Linked DNA regions of Mus musculus: region 1 is linked to region 2. A link is a contact called in public Hi-C data. All regions are on one chromosome and are shown on one strand. Each heading gives the region's core, a stretch centred on a gene start, on an enhancer-like site or on the middle of the called end of the contact. The rest is flanking DNA. Distances are from core to core; before and after follow the strand shown.

Region 1 (3,418 bases), core at 550-3,049, 190 kb before region 2:
AAATGGATCAAGATAGTGGCTAACTAGAGTAGTAATAATGAAATTATGGAGTTTGTAGAGAATATAGGTAAATCCTATATATAGTCATACATGCCTATATCCATGCAATGCCTGGGAGGTGGGATGGAGGTCAGAAGTTCAGAGTTACCTTAGGCAGCTGTGGGAGCCCAAGACTCAACAACAGTCCTTAGGGAAGTTTAAGCTGTTAAAAATATTTTGACAAAAGGATTCGAGTTTAATTTATTTTAAACTCATACCAAGGAAATTGGGGTTGGTGAGATGGCTCAGTGGATAAAGGGACTTTATTCAGCCTAGGGACCTGAGTCTGATTCTTGGAACTTGTATAAGGGTAGGAAGAGAGACTTGACCCCATAAAGCTGTTCTCTGACCTACAGACATGCACAAGTATATATACACACCATGGCATGTGTACCCACCACATGCATGTGTACACAGTAATGCATACAGTTAATGGTGGTGTGGTTGCCTGAGGCTTGTAGTTAATCTGCTCAGCTGCGTTTCTCAGGTGTTCCTGCTCATCACATCAAATAGTCTGATAGGTCTAGTGACTTCACCTGTGACTGGTGAGCCTGATGCTTTTAGGGGCTAGGGTAGAGGACAGTGTTAAATCCCCTGGGACCAGAGTCACAGACAGTAATAAGATGCTTGATGTAGGTGCTAGGAACTGGACCTGAGTCCTTTGACAGAGCAGCAAGTGCTCATAGCTGCTGAACCTTCTCTTCATCCCCTGAGGTTCTATGTTTGTTTTTTTAAAGACAGGGTCACACCATGTAACTGGCTGGCTTGGAATTCATTGGGAAGGTTAGGCTGGCCTTGAACACGTGGAGATTGGCCTGCCTCTGCCTCCCGAGTGCTGGGATTAAAGGTGTGCATCATCACGCTCAGCTAAGTTTTTGACTTGTGTTTTAATATGAGATCATAATTTGATACAAGCGAGCATCCTAAGAATTTTCCTTGCAGTTGTTCATGTTGGATGTGGGGAGAAGCTGGGATGAAGGTTATGGGGTGGGGACTGATGACGCTTGTTAGATGCCTTAAGACCACTTCGTGGGAAAAGTGTTGCGATCAGGAGACCGCATGCCCCAGATTGACTTTGTAGATCACTTCTATGCAGAGTTGGAATTTATAGTGAGTATTTTAGATAAACACATGCAATAGAAACTTCCCAAGAGATTACAGATTCTTAGAATTTTACAGATTATGAAAGTTTATGGAAACATCTGTAATGCAGCTGTGATAAAGTTTGTTTACTTTTATCAACTTTAGAAGTTCAAGCATGTTTACTGCTGTCGTCAGGGTTTTTACCCCATGCCGAGATAGAAGTTAGCACTGACCTGTGGTGGACATGGGAACCACTTGGTTTGGTAGTCATCTTGAGAAGGCTTTGGTTTTTGATGACATCCCGTGTAAAACTGGGCTGTGCTGGCCCAGACGGCAGTGGTGGGTGTGGATCATGACTAGGGGAGACTCTGGAAACAGACAAACCTTCCAGATGTCTAGAGAATGTGGACTTGCGGCGGCCTGTGCTTGCCGTTCTTGTGTCTGTATCTGTCCTGCTTTGACTTTCATGGTTGCTTTAGGGAAGGGCCCGAGGACCTGTTTCTTAGATTGGGAAATAAAATGGAAGTTAACGTTTTTCTGGAAGCCTTTTAGTTGGTATTGGCTTTTCTGTGAGAGAAAGAGACCGAGAAGCCGTCTCAGTCCCTTAAGGCCGACTGTGGGTGGGGGCGGCCTCGAGGATGTGGCTGAGAGGTAACGGAAAGCAGATTCATTCATGGCTCTGGTGAGCTTCAGTTATGAAACGGGCCTCCAGTGCCCCAGTCAGCAGCCTGTGAACCATGCCTGACTGAATGGGTCTTGGTTTTGAAATTTACAGATTGCCTGGATCCCCACTGTCTCCTTGGCCTTCTTCTCAGATGCAGCTGTTTTTGTTACTACATCATTTTGTGTTTTAACTGGCTGGTTACTTTCCCAGTCCCTTTTATGGTGAATAATGACACATGGAGCTTGAACACCCAAGTGTGTGGCTAATCAAACAGGAAATCTCAAGGAAGCACAGAGAAACAAAAGACAAGACAGGAAAGGTCATTCATGAGCCTAGGCAGTAGACATCTGCGGGAACATCTGACAGCTTGAGACAGGCTGGAAACTCAACCAGTGGAATGTTTTATGTGGGACTTGCTGTTTTTCTTATGCATTGGAAATATTAAGCCTTAATAAATTAGATAGAAGTGAAGGTGAAAGAGAGAGAGAGAGAGAGAGAGAAAAGAATGTGGCATTCTTGCCTTTCAAACGGGAAGGCAGCTCTGGCCGCAGGGTGCCTTGGATCTAAAAGTCTGATGTGTCCTGTCTGAAGCAGCAGTGAAGCTGCATGTGGGGTGAACGAGTGACTGGAGGTGACGACCGGGTTAAAAGATGGCTTTAAGCAGTGCCTGAGGAATAGGAGGTTAAAAACAATTAGGCGGCACGGCTATCATTGTAGCGGGAGGATTTTGACTTCCAGGCAGCCTGGGCTGCATAGCTAGTCTATAACCAAAGAACCAAAGAGAAGAAGAAAGAAAAATGTGGTCTAGTAGGAGAGCAAACCTATCAACAGATCCCTAATGCTAATCCTGGGACACAGAGTTGTGACAAGAACAGAAAACACCATGGGAACCGCGGAAACTCCAGTTACCTACAGAGATGTCAGCAGTCCGTATGAATACTACAAAGACAGTCCATATAAATGCCTTCTCAGAAGCAACTGTCTGGTGACCTTTAAGATTTATTTATTTATATGTATATGAATACACTGTTGCTGTCTTCAGACACACCAGAAGAGGGCATCAGATGCCCATTACAGGTGGCTGTGAGCTACCATGTGGTTGCTGGGAATTGAACTCTGGACCTCTGGAAGGAAGAGCAGTCAGTGCTCTTAGCTGCTGAGCCATCTCTCCAGCCTGTATAGAGATTCTTGCCTCCTCTGATCAGAGACTTGTCAGGACCAGCCATTTAAATGCTATCTTCTACATAATAATGAAATTAGGAAGCTACAGAGCAGAACTGCCCATTAAGCACCAGGAGGTGATGCAGATGTGAAGGGAAGGAGCTTTGGGCCTCTTAGGTGGAAGCTGAGGCAGTGCTGGTTGTGTGCCTGGCTCTGCATTTCAGTCACAGTGGGCTTCTGCACACCACAGAGATGCTCTCTTCCCCCTTGACTGCCCCCTAAATGCAGCTGCTAAAGGTCTAGTGGAGTTTCAGCTCTTCCCGGAAGACCACTGATTTCAAACTCTCCTTCATCGTATTTGTATTTGTCTTTATGTTATGCCAGATCTATAGTTCATCTGATTCTGAACTTGAGGGGAAAGGCTGCAGGCCTGTGAGGTGAGGGGTGTGGTACTGTCGCCAGGATTTACCC
Region 2 (3,490 bases), core at 485-2,984:
CAGTTCAGCCCCTATGGCTCAGAGTCCTGGAGAGGGCACAGCAGCCCTGCTCTACACGCCCACCCTTCTGCTGGATGGATTCTATCACTGGCTAGCAGCTATTACACCATATTCCATGTTCCTTTGAACAGCACTGTGGAGAACACCCAGAGTTGTTTACTATGAAGATTTCTAAGGCTGCTATCAGAAAATACTTAGAAAAATAGAAGTGACTTTTGCACCGTTCGGAAGGTTAGGATGAGAAACTAGTCGCCCAGGGCTCCACTTCTCCTGACAGCTCCAGGGAGAATTCTTCCTTTCCTCTTGCCAGCTGCAGAGGAGGCCAGGCAATCCTGGTCTTCCTTGGTGCATAGCTTTATCCGTCCACTCCCTGCTTGTGTGATCCCCAGAGTCCTCTATCATCTCTTCTTTTCTCTATCCTCCTTCCTCCTTCTTCTTTCCCCTTCTCTTCTTCTTCTCCCCATCTTCCTCTCCTTCTCCTTCATCTTCTTCAAGATATGATCTCACTATGTAGCCCAGGCTGGCCACTATATTCATATCTCAGTCTTATCTTATAAGAAGATATCAGTCTCACTGAATTAAGGGTCCAGTGTAACTTCACTGTAGCTAATTACATCTGCAACTGTCAGTTTTCAAATAAGGCCATCTTCTGAGTTGAGAGAAGCGTGTAAGCAAAGACTCCATCCACCATGTCTTTGTTCGTGCTGGTAAGCTCTCTCCCTCTGAGAAACATCCCTAGCCCTTAGGACTTCACCATGAGTTTTAGGACGTAAATTTAACTTGTAACAATTGACATCAGCGTTTTGATTCTGGATATGAAATCCCCGTGCTCTACAGCCTTCTATATCCTTTGTCTCAGCTGGGCCTATTTTAGTCTGTCCGGCACTGTGAATGCTTGGTGCTAGGGATGGAGATAAGAACTATCTGGTCCCTTGCTTGACGAGCATTCAAGAGATCTGAGATCCAGCTCTGCTATGCCTAGAGCTCCAGCAAAGGAATGCTTCTCGGCTGAAAGTGACCTCCTTCCTGCTTACTTAAGGACTTCTAGGGAGCTGGTGCCACTCCAGGAAGTCAAGAGGTCTTGGGCATCTAGACTATTCGACCTCACTTTTAAGACTGCTTGGTAACCTACAAACTATAATTTCTAATAATTCCCCTTGAGGGCAGTTTCATAAACCTTCCTTTATATGGCATCAAGCATAAAGATACCTGCAACTGTTTAATTGTAGCTTATTGATAAAGGCATTGATGAACTTTTTCCCTGCAAAGACAAAAACCCACCACTACAGTTAACTCCAGGTCTGTATTCCAAGTACAACTGTCTTGGGGAAATCCTTGTAAAGTTGTTCCAAAGACCAGGTGAGTCTTTGGAATAAAGCCCATGAGTGTCAGAGAATGGTGTTTCTTGCCTTCTGGGTTTGCTCAAATGCTTTCCTGATTGCGTTAGAAATTTTCTAGGCACCGAACTGAAAGAGAACCAGTGTTTTCGCACTGACCCTCCTAGTCTCTAGAGAGCTAACCTTGAACTAACTTGCTTGAGGGCCAGCCTGGGGAAGGGTGTGTCCCGAAGTCTGACTCTCTCATTGTCCATCTGACTTGCTCCATCAGAGCCAGGCACAGATGTTTTTTTGGTTTTTTTTTCTCCAATTGTCCTTGGGATGCTTTGAGCCTCACCCTCCCTTTCCTCACGTCCCTGGCTCTTTTTATTCTCCCAGGAGATAGGGAGTCTGAACTTGGAAGCTAATGTGACAGCAGATGGGGCCTTGGCCATGGAGAAGGGACTGGCCACTCTGAAGAGCGAGATGAGAGAGATGGAGGGGGAGCTGGCCAGAAAGGAGCTGGAGTTTGACACGGATAAGGACACGGTGCAGCTGGTGAGTGCAGGCGTCTTTCCATGTGCGCTCTCTTTAGTTGCCAAGACAAAAATAACATCTCAGAACACCTTTGTACTCACTCGTCCTCAGGTGATTACTGAAGCCCAGCAAGCTGATGCCAGAGCCACGAGTGCCGGAGTTACCATCCAAGACACACTCAACACATTGGACGGCATCCTACACCTCATAGGTCTGTAGAGCATCCTCAGCTTTCCAGCCCAGGGTCTGTCCCCAGAGGACTTGACATTCTTAGTCCGGATGCGAGGGGATCTCAACTTTCCCTGAGACCATCTGGAAGTCTGCTTTGTCTCAGGGCCCAGACACTTGGGCCAGGTTGCTTTACATTTTCCGTCTTACCATGTCTAAGATGAGTCACTGAGCACTTGTATCTGGGAGTGAAGGGCTGTGAGTCAGAGCACTGGGTGTGTTCCAGGAAATTCCCAGAAGTCTGGTCAGCTTGAGGGTCCTGGTCTTGAGCCTGAGGGGCCCCCGGGCAGTCTTAAAGAGGAGAGTAACCACATCACTGCACCAGAGAGAAGTTATGGACTGGGGGGCCTAGAGACAAAGAAGGCCATGTGGGAACTATTGGAAGCAGACAGGAGCCAGTTATGAAGCAGAAGCAGTGGGGAGGGAAAGGCTTGAGCAATGGGCTGCCTTGGTCTGAAGGACCATCTGCTAAATCTGATGAGGTTCCTCCCTAAACAAACCTATACCTGTTATGACCAACTGGGAAAAGAGGAGCCTCCTGGATAAGTAACCTGGAGGAAATGTGCAAAGAGGGGGAGATTCATGGATTTTAGGATAGAATAGATTTACTAGCACAGTATGGCAGGGAATCGGGTTTCCCTGTAGTTACTACCCAAAGAAGACTGCTGTTAATTAAAAGTCTAAATCTGGGGGCTGCAGAACTGGCTCATTGTCTAGCAACATGTGTTCTTTCTTCAAGAGAATCCCCTTTACTTTCCCAGTACTCAGGCTGGGCATCTGTAACTCCACTCCAGGGGCATCTGATACCCTCTCTGGCTTCCATGGGCACCTGAACTCATATAGAACATGAACACACACACATGCATGTATATGCACACAGAAATACTTGTTTAAAAAGTTGAAGTCTAAAGTTAATAGTTAATAGGGGGCCCTCAACAACGGAGACTCCAGTGGGTAGGGACTAGGAGCTAGGTCACGTATTCCCATGGCATCCAGGAGAAACCCCAGCTATGCCTCACTGGTTCAGTAGAACAATTGCAATGCCTGACTGCCTCATGGAGGAGTATCACTGACAGGCCAGTATTCTCTGTGCTGTTACATTAATGGGTCTATTTGTGATCCAGGAAGCCCCAGAGAGTAAAATGTCCTCTAAAGATGAAAGATAAGATCTCCCCAGTTAAGATTTTAGCAGCATGGGATAGCATTCTAAAGAACGGTAATGAAATTAATGGGGCCTTTAAAGGGAACATGAGTGGGAGGGAGGGAGAGAGGGAAGGTGGTGGGAAGTGCTAACCATTTACTACCTGTCAGGGACTGTGCCAGGAGCTCTCAGGGCATGACCATTTAAGTCTTGTTAGCATTCGGGGAGATGAATTTTATTGTTGTGCTTCACATGGGGGTAAACCAAG

What was found. Hi-C and Micro-C count contacts between places; a contact is called where the count stands out from the background.
Region 1: a Hi-C map of uterus shows a contact between it and region 2, with 4 times the contacts expected there. The contact joins two enhancer-like sites. A contact is called at or near these places in 14 of 39 promoter capture datasets (the 3T3-L1 cell line, 3T3-L1-derived adipocytes, the C10 cell line and 11 more), 12 of 484 Hi-C or Micro-C datasets (the 3T3-L1 cell line, adipose-derived mesenchymal stem cells, embryonic fibroblasts and 4 more), 10 of 115 datasets of contacts at active chromatin or transcription factors (the NIH/3T3 cell line, acute myeloid leukemia, embryonic basal ganglia and 6 more) and 2 of 9 other capture datasets (adipose tissue and embryonic stem cells).

What each region holds. Positions count from the first base shown.
Region 1 is chr1:153,316,117-153,319,534 of GRCm38.p6, reverse strand. The region is part of intron 1 of Lamc1 (laminin, gamma 1); the gene reads left to right. Among named protein-coding and RNA genes, the nearest start is that of Lamc1, 15 kb to the left of the region's middle. Within about 2 kb of position 1,799, at least 56 of the 459 cell types and tissues checked have an H3K27ac peak or open chromatin away from gene starts, as enhancers often do. A contact at or near this core is called in adipose tissue, fibro-adipogenic progenitors, heart atrium and 2 more, where this site is marked.
Region 2 is chr1:153,125,390-153,128,879 of GRCm38.p6, reverse strand. Lamc2 (laminin, gamma 2) reads left to right here. Exons shown (of 24, transcript NM_008485.3): 22 at 1,716-1,874; 23 at 1,965-2,064. Among named protein-coding and RNA genes, the nearest start is that of Lamc2, 59 kb to the left of the region's middle. Within about 2 kb of position 1,734, at least 79 of the 459 cell types and tissues checked have an H3K27ac peak or open chromatin away from gene starts, as enhancers often do. A contact at or near this core is called in adipose tissue, fibro-adipogenic progenitors, heart atrium and 2 more, where this site is marked.